2 separate regions of the Oryctolagus cuniculus genome follow, and region 1 is linked to region 2. Evidence: chromatin contacts called from public Micro-C data. All regions are on one chromosome and are shown on one strand. The core of a region is the stretch at or near the end of the contact, and the rest is flanking DNA. Distances in the headings are between cores, read along the strand shown.

Region 1 (5,395 bases), core at 701-3,200, 300 kb after region 2:
CTGCTGGTTCACTCCCCAATTGGCTACAACGGCCAGAGCTGTGCCGATCTGAAGCCAGGAACCAGGAGCTTCCTCCAGGTCTCCCACGTGAGTGCAGAGGCCCAAGGAGTTGAGCCATCCTCCATTGCTTTCCCAGGCCATAGCAGAGAGCTGGATCGGAAGAGGAGCTGCCGGGACTCGAACCGGCATCCATATGGGATGTTGGCACTGCAGACTGTGGCTTTACCGGCTACGTCATGGCACCCCAACTAAAGGATTTCAAGATACCCTTTAGCAGCATGCTGAATTTAATTACAGAAAACTAACTTTAAAATGTATATAGATTTAAAAAGATATACTTTTTAAAAGTATGTGAAGACTGCTAAACTGAAACAACCACAAAATCTCAGACTTTTGTAGGAGACAGGAATGCTACGAGTTACTGAGCAGTTCTCACCCTCTAGTTTCTGCCTCTACATTGTTTACCTTCACAGCATAGTCAGTAGTAGCTCTTCTACTCAATGAATCCTACCTGGGAAACACACATACGTATTGTACTTTGAAAATAGCCCCTTTGTCTTTCCCTATCTAACATTTTTAAATTTGAGAGGTAGAGATAGAGAACTGCCATCTGCTGGTTTACTCTCAAATGTCTGCAACCCCCAGAGCTGGACCTGACCAAAGCTAGGAGCCAGTAACAAGTTAACCCAGGTTTCCCATATGGGTGGCAGGAGCCCAATTGCAGGAGCCATCAGTGCTGCTTCCCAGGGTCTGAAGTAGCAGAAAACTGCAGACAGAAATCACAGGCAGATATCAAACTCAGGTCCTCTTGTGAGGGATGCGGATGTCCTAACCAGTGTCTTAACCATGAAGCCAGGGGCCCACCTCACTTTAGTAGGTTTTTGTTTTATTTATTTATTTGAAAGGCAGAACAACAAAGAGAGACAGAGACAGAGAGATCTGGTTCACTTCTCAAATGTCCACTACAGGGGGCCAGCATTGTGGCATAGCAGGTAAAGTTGCCACCTGCAATGCTGGCATCCCATATGGGTGCCAGTTCAAATTCTGGCTGCTCCATTTCCCATCCAGCTCCCTGCTAATGTGCCTGGGAAAGCAGTGGAGGATGGATGAAGTGCTTGGCCCCTGCACCTGTGGAAGACCTGGATGAAGTTCTTGGCTCCTGGCTTTAGCCTGGCCCAGCTCCCACCATTGCAGCCATTTGGAGGAATGAACCAGCAAATGGAAGATCTCTCTCTCTCTCTCTCTCTCTCTCTCTCTCTGCCTCTGCCTCTCCTGTGTCCAACTCTGCCTCTCAAATAAATAAATAAATCCTTTTAAAAAATGTTTGGCTTTGAATTTTAAAATTGCATTATGCATGTTCGTGTAGAAAAGCTACGAAACACAGAGGAACAGCAAAACATGTTTTCAAAATCTCACCCAGAGAAAACAGCATTTTCCCATATATTATTTCTAGTCTTCATTTTCAATTTAAACGTATTTTGCTTTAAATTTGTACCCAAACAGACTTGTTTCTGTAAAGGTGAGCTTCTGAGAAACCGGCTTCCTTGTGCACACAGCAGATTCTGCTCTGGGGGAAGGAAGTGGCTCACATCCGGGCTAACAGGAGATCATTGTTGCACTATCAGAATTGGCATAAAGCCTTCCTCAGCCACAAAGGCAAGTATGTGACAGAGAATCTAAGAGTTGGGCCTGCCTGAGGGGAAAGTGGCTTAAAAAAACAGATTCTACTCACAAACAGAATATGCTAGACATTTTCATTGCCTTCTCTTTTAATTATTGCAACCCAAAAAGGTACAGGTTTTTATCTCAGTTGTTGCTTACAAGCCACCTTACCATGACTAAGCTATAAAGCCCCTCTCCGCACAGTGTCCTTATCTCTTAACCAGGAACAAGAACAGTACTGACCTCAATGGGTCCCTGCTAAGACCAGCGAGTTCTGACAACAGAGCTCTTAGTGTCTGGCCTGCCATAAAATGGTTTCAACAGATGTCAGCAGCAGTATTGTAGTGGTGGATCAGCCTAAGGATTATGTGAGGTCCTCTATTTAAAGTTCCTGCCACCTTTAGGTATTATTCTCACAATATTAGTATCACAGCGAGGGCTTTTTCTCACCCACTCACCTTTTCACTTGACAGCGTGTCCTGAGCTTTCCCTCGAGTCCCGTGCAATTCAGAACTTCCTCTGAGGATACTCAACGCTACCTGGTTGGGAGCCACTAGCCACATATGGCTATTCAGCACTTGAAATGTGGTTAGAGACTCGGAGAAAATAAATTTTTAGTTTTATTTAATTTAAGTTAATTTCAATAGTCATCATTAGTCTGTGTGTGCCTGCCGCTCTCCCTGTCTAATCAGTCCCCCTCTTTTCTTCAGGCACAAAGTAGATTCAACTGTAGGGATTTCAGGAAATGTTTCTTCAGGCACACTAAGTTTTGAATAACATCACTTTCTGCATAGCACCTTCTTGATGAGCGATAGGTACAATCCTACCTATCACTGAGAACAGAGAAACAAATTGGATTTATTTTCAATGTCAAGCTTTTCTGCGAAGCCTGGCTTTCCACTGAGCACTCTGCAAATTTGAATGCAAATAACTTAACCACCTTTAAAAAGTAATTGGCACTCAGTTTAAAAGGCTGTGTTACTGATCTGGAAGGAAAAGGGGTATTTCTGCTATTGAATGGTCCCCTCACAGTACACAGCAAGGTGATTCCTATCTGCTCCATCCTGAGTGTTGAAGGCAGAGTGTTGAGTGTTGAGTGTTGCTCAGAGCCCTATTCTGAATCTCAAGGTAATGCCTTCACCCACCATGCCTGGTGGTATCTGAACCTGACCAGATTCCATGAAGGCAGCCACTGAGTTACTCAAAAGCCAGCAGTTGGTGGGTCTGGGCCCCAGAAGCAAAGCTACACCTCCTTTTCCAGGACTCAGCGTCCCCGCTTCTTCTTCCTTCTGTGATAAAGCCAATGTCCACTTTAGGTCCTGGACACATCACTTGGCACATCAGGGAAAAGCTTTAAAATCAAAATCAGTTTTGTGTTAAGGTCAGACTGGCTTTTCCTTCTCTCCCGGGGAAAGGCTGCCACCTGCTGTAATGCATTAGCACTGGGCTTTTTCAAGGTCACCGAGCAACCGCTTCCCCTTAGAAAATTTATAAATGCACAACCCTACTTGCCTTCACCTCTGTGTATCAGGAGTGTAAAGAGGAGGGCAGATCAGGAGGCCTTAATGTCGGCTAAAGAGGCAAACTCATCCAGATGAATGGTGCCCAGAAGGCATGGTCATCACCCTACCTCTGAACATGGAAGCCTTCTTTCTTCTACACTCAGAAGCAATGTTTTCAAATGTGGTTCACAGCACTTGGCTTCAGAAAATCCCTGTTGACAAGCGTATTACTTCCTAAATCTTTCTAGGTCTGTGGGTCTTTATCTACCCTCCGCAGTCCTGGCAAGTCTTCGGTAGTGAAAGTTTTTGAGAATAAAATTTGATCATTTCAGGTAGCTTCCTTGGGTCTTGAGGAGTTCCTGCAAAAATCCCGGGTTACTCCCTGGAGGCTGGGCCAAGCACAATGCCTATTTCATTTAATGAAATATTTGTTCTCAGTCTTCTTGGTGTTCAGTATTCCCAAGAAAAGGAAGAATATTTTCAAAACCTCAGAAAAGCAAAACTGAAGTTTGGGACATGCCCCTCCAAAATATGCTGCTTTGGTAATGATGATTTTGAGCTGAAGGCACTAGAAAAACGGCAGGGAAAAGCTTTCTCTGAACTCCCCTCCTTTGCCTAAAGACAGGTCTTCTGCAAGGAACTCTACTCCTGTCCTCGAGAGCTTCACCAACCAGGAAAGATTGATTCTTATCCTAGGAGAGGAGAGTGGAAGTGGACACCACATTCAAACACCGTCACAAGCGATTACATCTCCCATCTGGTCTTCCAAGGGCCCATTCATCTTTCTGAAAAATCATTTACTCTTCACTAAGTTGCCCACATCCCTCTCCCCATTCCTCTATTGAAGATGTGATATCGGCTCCCAAATCCCACATTTTGAGAGGTCTCTGCTTTCTTCCTGCCATGCCCCTCTCCCATGTGTGCAATAAATTTGTATATCTTTTTGCTTTCTAATCTGTCATAAAGTTATTTTAGAGACCTAGCTATTAGCCTAGAAGGGTAAAAAGTCTTTCCCTCTCTTACAAAAGCAAGAATGAGGTTCTGACTCTATCTTTAATGGGTCAAGAGATTTTTAAAAATTGCATCAATGTCCAAAGAAATGAAATGAACTCTTTTAGTAGCTAATCCTGCTATACATTTGTGGGTGTTTATGTGCATTGCATGTGTCTTTTTTAATAAGTCTAAGACAACGTTCATTTATTAACATATAAAAATACGGAAAGTTTAGAGTTCTACTTCCTTGGCCGGCACCGCGGCTCACTAGGCTAATCATCCGCCTTGCGGCGCCGGCACACCAGGTTCTAGTCCCGGTCGGGGCGCCGGATCCTGTCCCGGTTGCCCCTCTTCCAGGCCAGCTCTCTGCTGTGGCCAGGGAGTGCAGTGGAGGATGGCCCAGGTGCTTGGACCCTGCACCCCATGGGAGACCAGGAGAAGTACCTGGCTCCTGCCATTGGATCAGCGCGGTGTGCCGGCCACAGCACGCCGAGGAGGCCATTGGAGGGTGAACCAATGGCAAAAGGAAGACCTTTCTCTCTGTCTCTCTCACTGTCCACTCTGCCTGTCAAAAAAATTTTTAAAAAAATTTAAAAAAAAGAATTCTACTTCCTTAAGTTTTCTTTCACTTTCCCTCTTCTGTGATTTTTAAAATTTATTTACATTTTATACACAATGCCATAATATATGCATTTTAATGTCTTGAACTATTGCTTTGAGTTGTTTTATCAGAATTTAACCAATTGTTGAAGATTTAGTTTCCAAAGTTTACATTTTCTTTTTTTTTTTTTTTTTTTTTTTTGACAGGCAGAGTAGACAGTGAGAGAGAGAGACAGAGAGAAAGGTCTTCCTTTGCCGTTGGTTCACCCTCCAATGGCCGCCGCTGCAGCCGGCGCACCGCGCTGATCCGATGGCAGGAGCCAGGATCCAGGTGCTTTTCCTGGTCTCCCATGGGGTGCAGGGCCCAAGCACCTGGGCCATCCTCCACTGCACTCCCTGGCCATAGCAGAGAGCTGGCCTGGAAGAGGGGCAACCGGGACAGAATCCGGCGCCCCGACCGGGACTAGAACCCGGTGTGCCGGCGCCGCAAGGTGGAGGATTAGCCTATTGAGCCACGGCGCCGGCTCGAAGTTTACATTTTCATTAATGGTAAAAATAAATAACTTTGTGGAAAGCACTTTGTCTCTCAGAGTTAATCCACCATCCATTACAGTGTACGGCATGTGGCAAATGGTGAA
Region 2 (6,000 bases), core at 2,054-4,553:
AAAAGAATAATTTTTGTGTCTTTGACAAGAAAAGCTCTCTAGATGAGGTGTGACGAGGGCCTGCCCTGCACGGTGGCAGTGGTGCAGAAGGGCTGGGGGACAGTTCAGAGCAGAGTTCCCCGGAGGCTGTGACACATTAGCCCAAGCAGCTGGGGAAGAAGCCTGATGGGGACACAGGCAAGAGGGTGCAGGGTGCCCGGGCCCCCAGTGGATACCCCTCGGACGTCCTGGGCCCCAGCACACACTGTCCCTGCAGTAGCAGCCTCGTTCAAGGCAGTCCTGGCAATGTCAGATTCAAGAGCATCCCCTTGGGTACAAAGGGTCATCCAGGCACCCTCACGGTTACAGTTTGACCCCAGCTGTGAGGCCAGAGCTCTGGGGTGATCTAAGGGTGGACCCTGTCTTACACAGATCCAGCCAAGCCCACCAAGAACAGCTGCCCTGTCCCTCCCGCCTCCCTCCTTCCAGCCACCCCTCTCCTTTCTTTGCCTTAAAGGGAACCTCCACACAACCAAGCCAGGGAGCGGGTCTCTGGACTCCTGCCAGCACGGCTCCGAGTCACTACTTGTCCTTTTGTTCCTGTGAACTGCACCTGCCTCAACTCCACCGCACCACAAGCTCTGTGGGGGCTTAAAACTTCTTGCGACCTCACAGAGACTCGCGAATTCCTTAGTCTGTTCGGGCTGCTATAATCAAATACCAGGGACGGGAGGGCTTGAACAACGCACCTCATTTCCCACAGTTCTGGAGGCTCAAAGTCTGACAGCAAGATGCCTGTTCCGGGGGGGCAGGCAGAGCTGCCTCTCGTCCTCTGAGGGCCCCCCAGAGTGACCTGACATGGGCAGAGCAGCCGCAGGTTCACCAACGTGCTCGTGCGCACTGGGGACAGTCACAGGATGGGACTCTCACCAACCCAAGGAACCCTCACACTCATCGCCCCCCCCTTCCTAGAGGACAGTTTGGAGGGGTGGCCAGTGATGGGTGAATGAATGGGCCCAGTGCTCGGATAACACTCGGTAATGACTCTCAGGGAAGCAAGTGGGCGTGGGAAGTGGCCAACGGCTGTGACAAAATCCAGGTAGGGTTACACCCGTTATTCTTTCTTTTTTTCTTTTTTTATTTTTTTTATTTTTGACAGGCAGAGTGGACAGTGAGAGAGAGAGACAGAGAGAAAGGTCTTCCTTTTGCCGTTGGTTCACCCTCCAATGGCCGCTGCAGCCGGCGCACCACGCTGATCCAATGGCAGGAGCCAGGTACTTCTCCTGGTCTCCCATGGGGTGCAGGGCCCAAGCACCTGGGCCATCCTCCACTGCACTCCCTGGCCACAGCAGAGAGCTGGCCTGGAAGAGGGGCAACCGGGACAGAATCCAGTGCCCCGACCGGGACTAGACCCCGGTGTGCTGGCGCCGCAAGGTGGAGGATTAGCCTAGTGAGCTGCGGCGCCGGCCGTTATTCTTTCTTCTGGAGGGTAGGTGATTGGCTCATGAAAGCTAAACAAGGGACCGATTAAGCACAGAAGGGGAGATCGGGGGCCAGCCTCTTCCAGGGTCTGCTGCTCTCCAAGGGCCCTTAATTTCATCCGCACACCAGGCGCTGCTCACTGAGCCCCAGCGGTGGCTTGTGAGGGCCATCTCCTGTCTGCGGCCGCAAGCAGAGGCAGGGGCAAGGAGGCCCCCAGCACACCTGCCCCAGCCTCCCAGTCCCGGAAACTCCCTCGTGGCCCACAAGCACCGCCAGCCTCCAGGGGCTCTCCCCATTCAGCCCGCCTCTGCCAACCAGAAAGCCTGAGCCAAAAGGTGATGTCCTGGCGTGCCTCGCACACAGTGACAACTGTAAGAAGCAACAATGGCTGTGATGGTCTCAAAGAGACAGCATCAGGGCCGCCAGCTCCCATGAGACCCTGGGGTGTCAGTCAGCATCCCTGGAAACGGACAACGCTGCGCACCTGCCTCCTGGAAATGGCTTTATTTTCTTTTTCTGTTAATTTTTAAAATTTTTTTAATATTTTATTTTATTTTATGAACATAAATTTCCAAAGTACAGCTTATGGATTACAATAGCTCCCCCCCTCCATAACTTCCCTCCCACCCACAACCCTCCCCTCTCCCACTCCCTCTCCCCTTCCATGCACATCAAGATTAATTTTCAATTATCTTAATATACAGAAGACCAATTTAGCATATATTAAGTAAAGATTCTGGAAATGGCTTTAAACAATCAAGGCCACAGTCACGGCCACTGTCCAGGCGCTCTCCTGCGGGTGACGGCGGCTCGCCGAGCCATGCGGGTATCTACTGGCCGCTTCAGAGCACCTGTAACCCCCGTTACCTGGGCACGAATATCTGTGTTGCCCTGAGCGGGGGAGGTCAGAGGGGAGGGAAGAATGCCTGGCTGCTCTCACAAAGGGGCCTCTAGGAGCTGCCTTGTCCCCTGCTCTTTTCCTTCCTGACCCAGGGGCAGAGTGAAGCTGTAAAAGACTTCTTGTTCTGGGCGTTATTTATAGCTCAGCGAAGCACTGCGGCTGTCTCCAGCCTCCAGGCTGGGGACTGGCTTCTGCAGCCACAGCGACCCGGGCCTGGGCACCGGCAGAACTAGCGGCCTTCTGGCGGGGCGCGAGGGATGTGGCATAAACTGAAACAGCGCCCCAAGTCTCTGGGAAGCACAAGGCCTGGCGGCAGAGCCAGTGTTGGCCGCATAACGCGGGATCTGGCGCCACCTAGCGCCCGCTGCGGGGCCGGCGTGGGTCCCGCTCGCACGCCGGGTTATTTCGGGAAATGGACTCCCACCGCCAGAGGGCCGGTCCGCCCGCGCGCGAGGCGCCCCTGGGAGTCTGGTGGGAGAAGCCGGAAAGCTAGAACCCTGATGTGTCACGGACGAGGGTGTGGAGTGCGGGGCTGGGGGAGTCTTTCCCTTGGAACGGAGCTGGGGTGACTCACGAGTCATATTTAGACTCCTAGTCCCAGATTGGCTTGGGTTTGTCTTCATGCCTATTTTTGCTCACACAAGAAAACAGTGGTGCTATTTTATGACTTTTCTGCTTCTGGTTTTTCGGAGCTCCTGCAGCGCCTTTTGCAGAGGGGGTTGTTTACCGCAGTCTCTGCGCGCTGCATCACTCACGGCTGCCTCCCCTTCCATCCCGGCTGCGGCGGCAGGCCCAGCGGCTTTCCGTCCTTGCTCTCCCACTTCCAAGCTGCCCCTCCCCACTCCCCACCGAGTGAAGTCAGCACGTGCTGCTTGCCTGGCGGCCTCCACTCCCCCCTAGGGCAGTGCAGAGTGGACAGCAGCATTCCCGTCGGGAAGAACCTGAGCCCGTGGGAGCTGAAGGGGGGTTCCCAAGAGTCTTCCGCTAAGAAGCAGAAGCGGGATTTGCACACCGTATGCAGCTCGGAAGCGGTCTCCCCCTCTTGCATAGGAAGCTACTACGCTTCCAGAAGATTCTTAGGCGACAAGCTGCCTTCTAGCTCAAAGACACAGCCTGCTGGGGGCCAGCCCTGTGACGCCAAGGCGTGGCTGGCCTCTTGGCATCCACACCTCGGCTCCCTCAGCCTGCCCGCCTCCACCCTTGGACAGCACCGCGGAGCAGCAGCGCGCCGAGCCGGGGGCTGGCAGGCGAACCGGCGCCCGGAGAATCCTGGGTTTGTCTCTCACTCCCTGGGCCTTGGCCCGATCCAGTGGAAAACTGGGAAAATTCCCTGCTGGTCCCACCCTTCCCTCCCTGCTCCTCCACCAGGCGCCGCCAGACAGACACACCTGCAGGAAGAGGCTAACTAAGGCCACTCCCTGGATTCCTCAGGGAGGATAACCGTTGCTTAAGTTTACAGATGCAGAAATAAAGTTTAAGTAGGGCAGTGCCCTGCCTTGGGATCCAAACCCTGGCCTCCATGAATGCGTGCATGTCCAGGCTGCTGGCCGGCAGTGGCAGGTGGTTTGGGGATCAGAAGGAGCACAAGGTTGACAGCCCTGGACCGAGGGCCCCCCCACCACGCCATTGCTCCCTGCACAAGACTCTGAGCCTCACTCTCCCCACCTGCAGAGTCAGGACACGCGACACAGTGTGCCCACACCCGCCTGGTCTGCAGTTTCGCTTCCTGAGCTTCCAGGGATTTACCTGTGGTCAACCATGATTCAAAAATGTTCCATGGAAAATTCCAGAAATAAATAATTCATACATTTTATGTAAATTCTGCTATAGTATATTGTTGGAATTGCTGTATTTTATTATTTTATTATTGTTGCTAATCTCTTACTGATGAACTGTATCACAGCTATGTATGTAGGGAAAAAAATAGTCTATATGGGGTTTGGTGCTATCTGCAGTTTCAGGCACCCTTGCAGTGGGGGTGAGGTCAACTGGATGCATACCTTCCCTGCCCATGCGGGCCCATGTGGTGGGGACTGGCTGAGGGCAGAATTGGGAAGGGGACACTTCATTCACCTTGCCCTTTGCCCTCCTGTCTCCTACAAAAGCAATCTTCATACACACAGTCTCCCAGGGCCTGTGGAGCGGCTCACCACTTTTTATTATTTTTTAAAGAGTTCACTGATCTTGGAAAATAGTTTTTCCAATAAAGACACCATGGCCAGGACAGCTGGATGCACTTTCCCGGGAGGAAGTAGCACCCTTCCGTGCAACCGGAAGGCCCAAAGGTTGCTGGCTCTTAGAGATGGACATCCGGGCTGGTGATACATGCAAATCACCCCCTACAGCCAGCAGAGCCACTACGCAGGAGGGGAGAGCTAGGGATAAGGGGCGGGGTCAGGTGGCAGCCTCTGCCCCAGCGGCCAAGACATATCCCAAAGCTGCTGAGCCCTGGCAGCCTCCATTCCTGACTTGCGGGTCTCCGCCCACGCAGGACCGAGGCTCTCAGGAGGATGATCCAGTGAACAGCCCAGGAGTCGCTATGGAGGATCTCAGATACAAAGGACGCGGTCATTAGTGACAGAAGGCGATGAGCTTCAGCTTAGCAACCCCCTCCCCAGAACTGAAATTCACTAAATTAAGTCTGAGATTTTTGAAACTAGGTCTTAAAAAAAATTTCCCCCAATTATAATTACCCCCTCTCTTCCCTTCCCGCCCACCCCTTGTAATGCAATTAGTTTAAAATAAGACCCAGGGGCACTGCCTACCTACTCTCCAAGATGCTGTCTCCTATAAACCAGCCCTGGGAATCAGAAGGACAGGTTAGCCTCCATCAGAAAGGCTGCCATTGTGTCCCCAAATATGGGGCTAGGAAACAGGACAGAGAGCTTGGACATTCTCAGCCTCTCCCCTCCCCGCTCAGATCTGGTACAAAGCTGCGGGTGGTCCAGGGGAAGAAGTCCCAAGCTGCACCATGGGAGCAGGCAGGGCACTGGAGTCCTGACGTGGAGACAAAGAGATGGAGCACAGCAGAAAACCGTCTCTACCTTCTCAGGGGCCAGGGAGCCAACGCTGGAACCAGAGTAGCCTCCCTGCTACCTGACGCGATGGGCCCTGGCCTTAACTCACTTTTCTTGATGTGCCCCAGCAGAGGACAATGCCACTAATCTCAGCCTGCCCAGAACCCAGAGGAGCTGTGTGACCCCAGGAGGCGCTGCTCCTTCCCCATCCTTGTCCCTTGCATTTAATCCAGATGAGAAGTCTCGCCTGTCTTTGAAATCATACTCCAGTTTTCAACAGGGCTCTGGAGAGGGAACTGGGAGGGCGGTAAGGGGGGCAGAATAGACCCGCCTCTAGCCTTCTTTCACTTGTCCCTGGCTCCCTGCCCCCTCCCAGCCCACAGCTTCCTGAATCGGTTAGGAAAACACAGCGACACCTGGAGCCAATTGACCCTCCCTTGGCAAAAGTCAAAGGCTACAAGGTCCATCTGAAGAAGTCCTCACAAAGCAGCAGCTCTCCGGCAGGCTGTGCGTGCATGTGTGTGTGCAACGCACATCTGTTTTCCCCTGCTCAGTTTGCTCAGTAGTATTTGAAATTTCATTAAGTACTTGACTGTACAGCTTATAACGGCACACACAGAG

What was found. Hi-C and Micro-C count contacts between places; a contact is called where the count stands out from the background.
Region 1: a Micro-C map of ear pinna shows a contact between it and region 2, with 20 times the contacts expected there. The contact joins two enhancer-like sites. A contact is called at or near these places in 4 of 6 Hi-C or Micro-C datasets (ear pinna, psoas muscle, skin fibroblasts and 1 more).

Annotation. Positions count from the first base shown.
Region 1 is chr2:138,741,816-138,747,210 of mOryCun1.1, forward strand. No RefSeq gene overlaps it. Among named protein-coding and RNA genes, the nearest start is that of VPS54, 39 kb to the right of the region's middle. Within about 2 kb of position 1,951, at least 2 of the 8 cell types and tissues checked have an H3K27ac peak or open chromatin away from gene starts, as enhancers often do.
Region 2 is chr2:138,438,623-138,444,622 of mOryCun1.1, forward strand. It overlaps LOC138848605 (a long non-coding RNA gene), which reads left to right. Exons shown (of 4, transcript XR_011386618.1): 4 at 1-7. Among named protein-coding and RNA genes, the nearest start is that of LGALSL, 100 kb to the left of the region's middle. Within about 2 kb of position 3,304, at least 5 of the 8 cell types and tissues checked have an H3K27ac peak or open chromatin away from gene starts, as enhancers often do.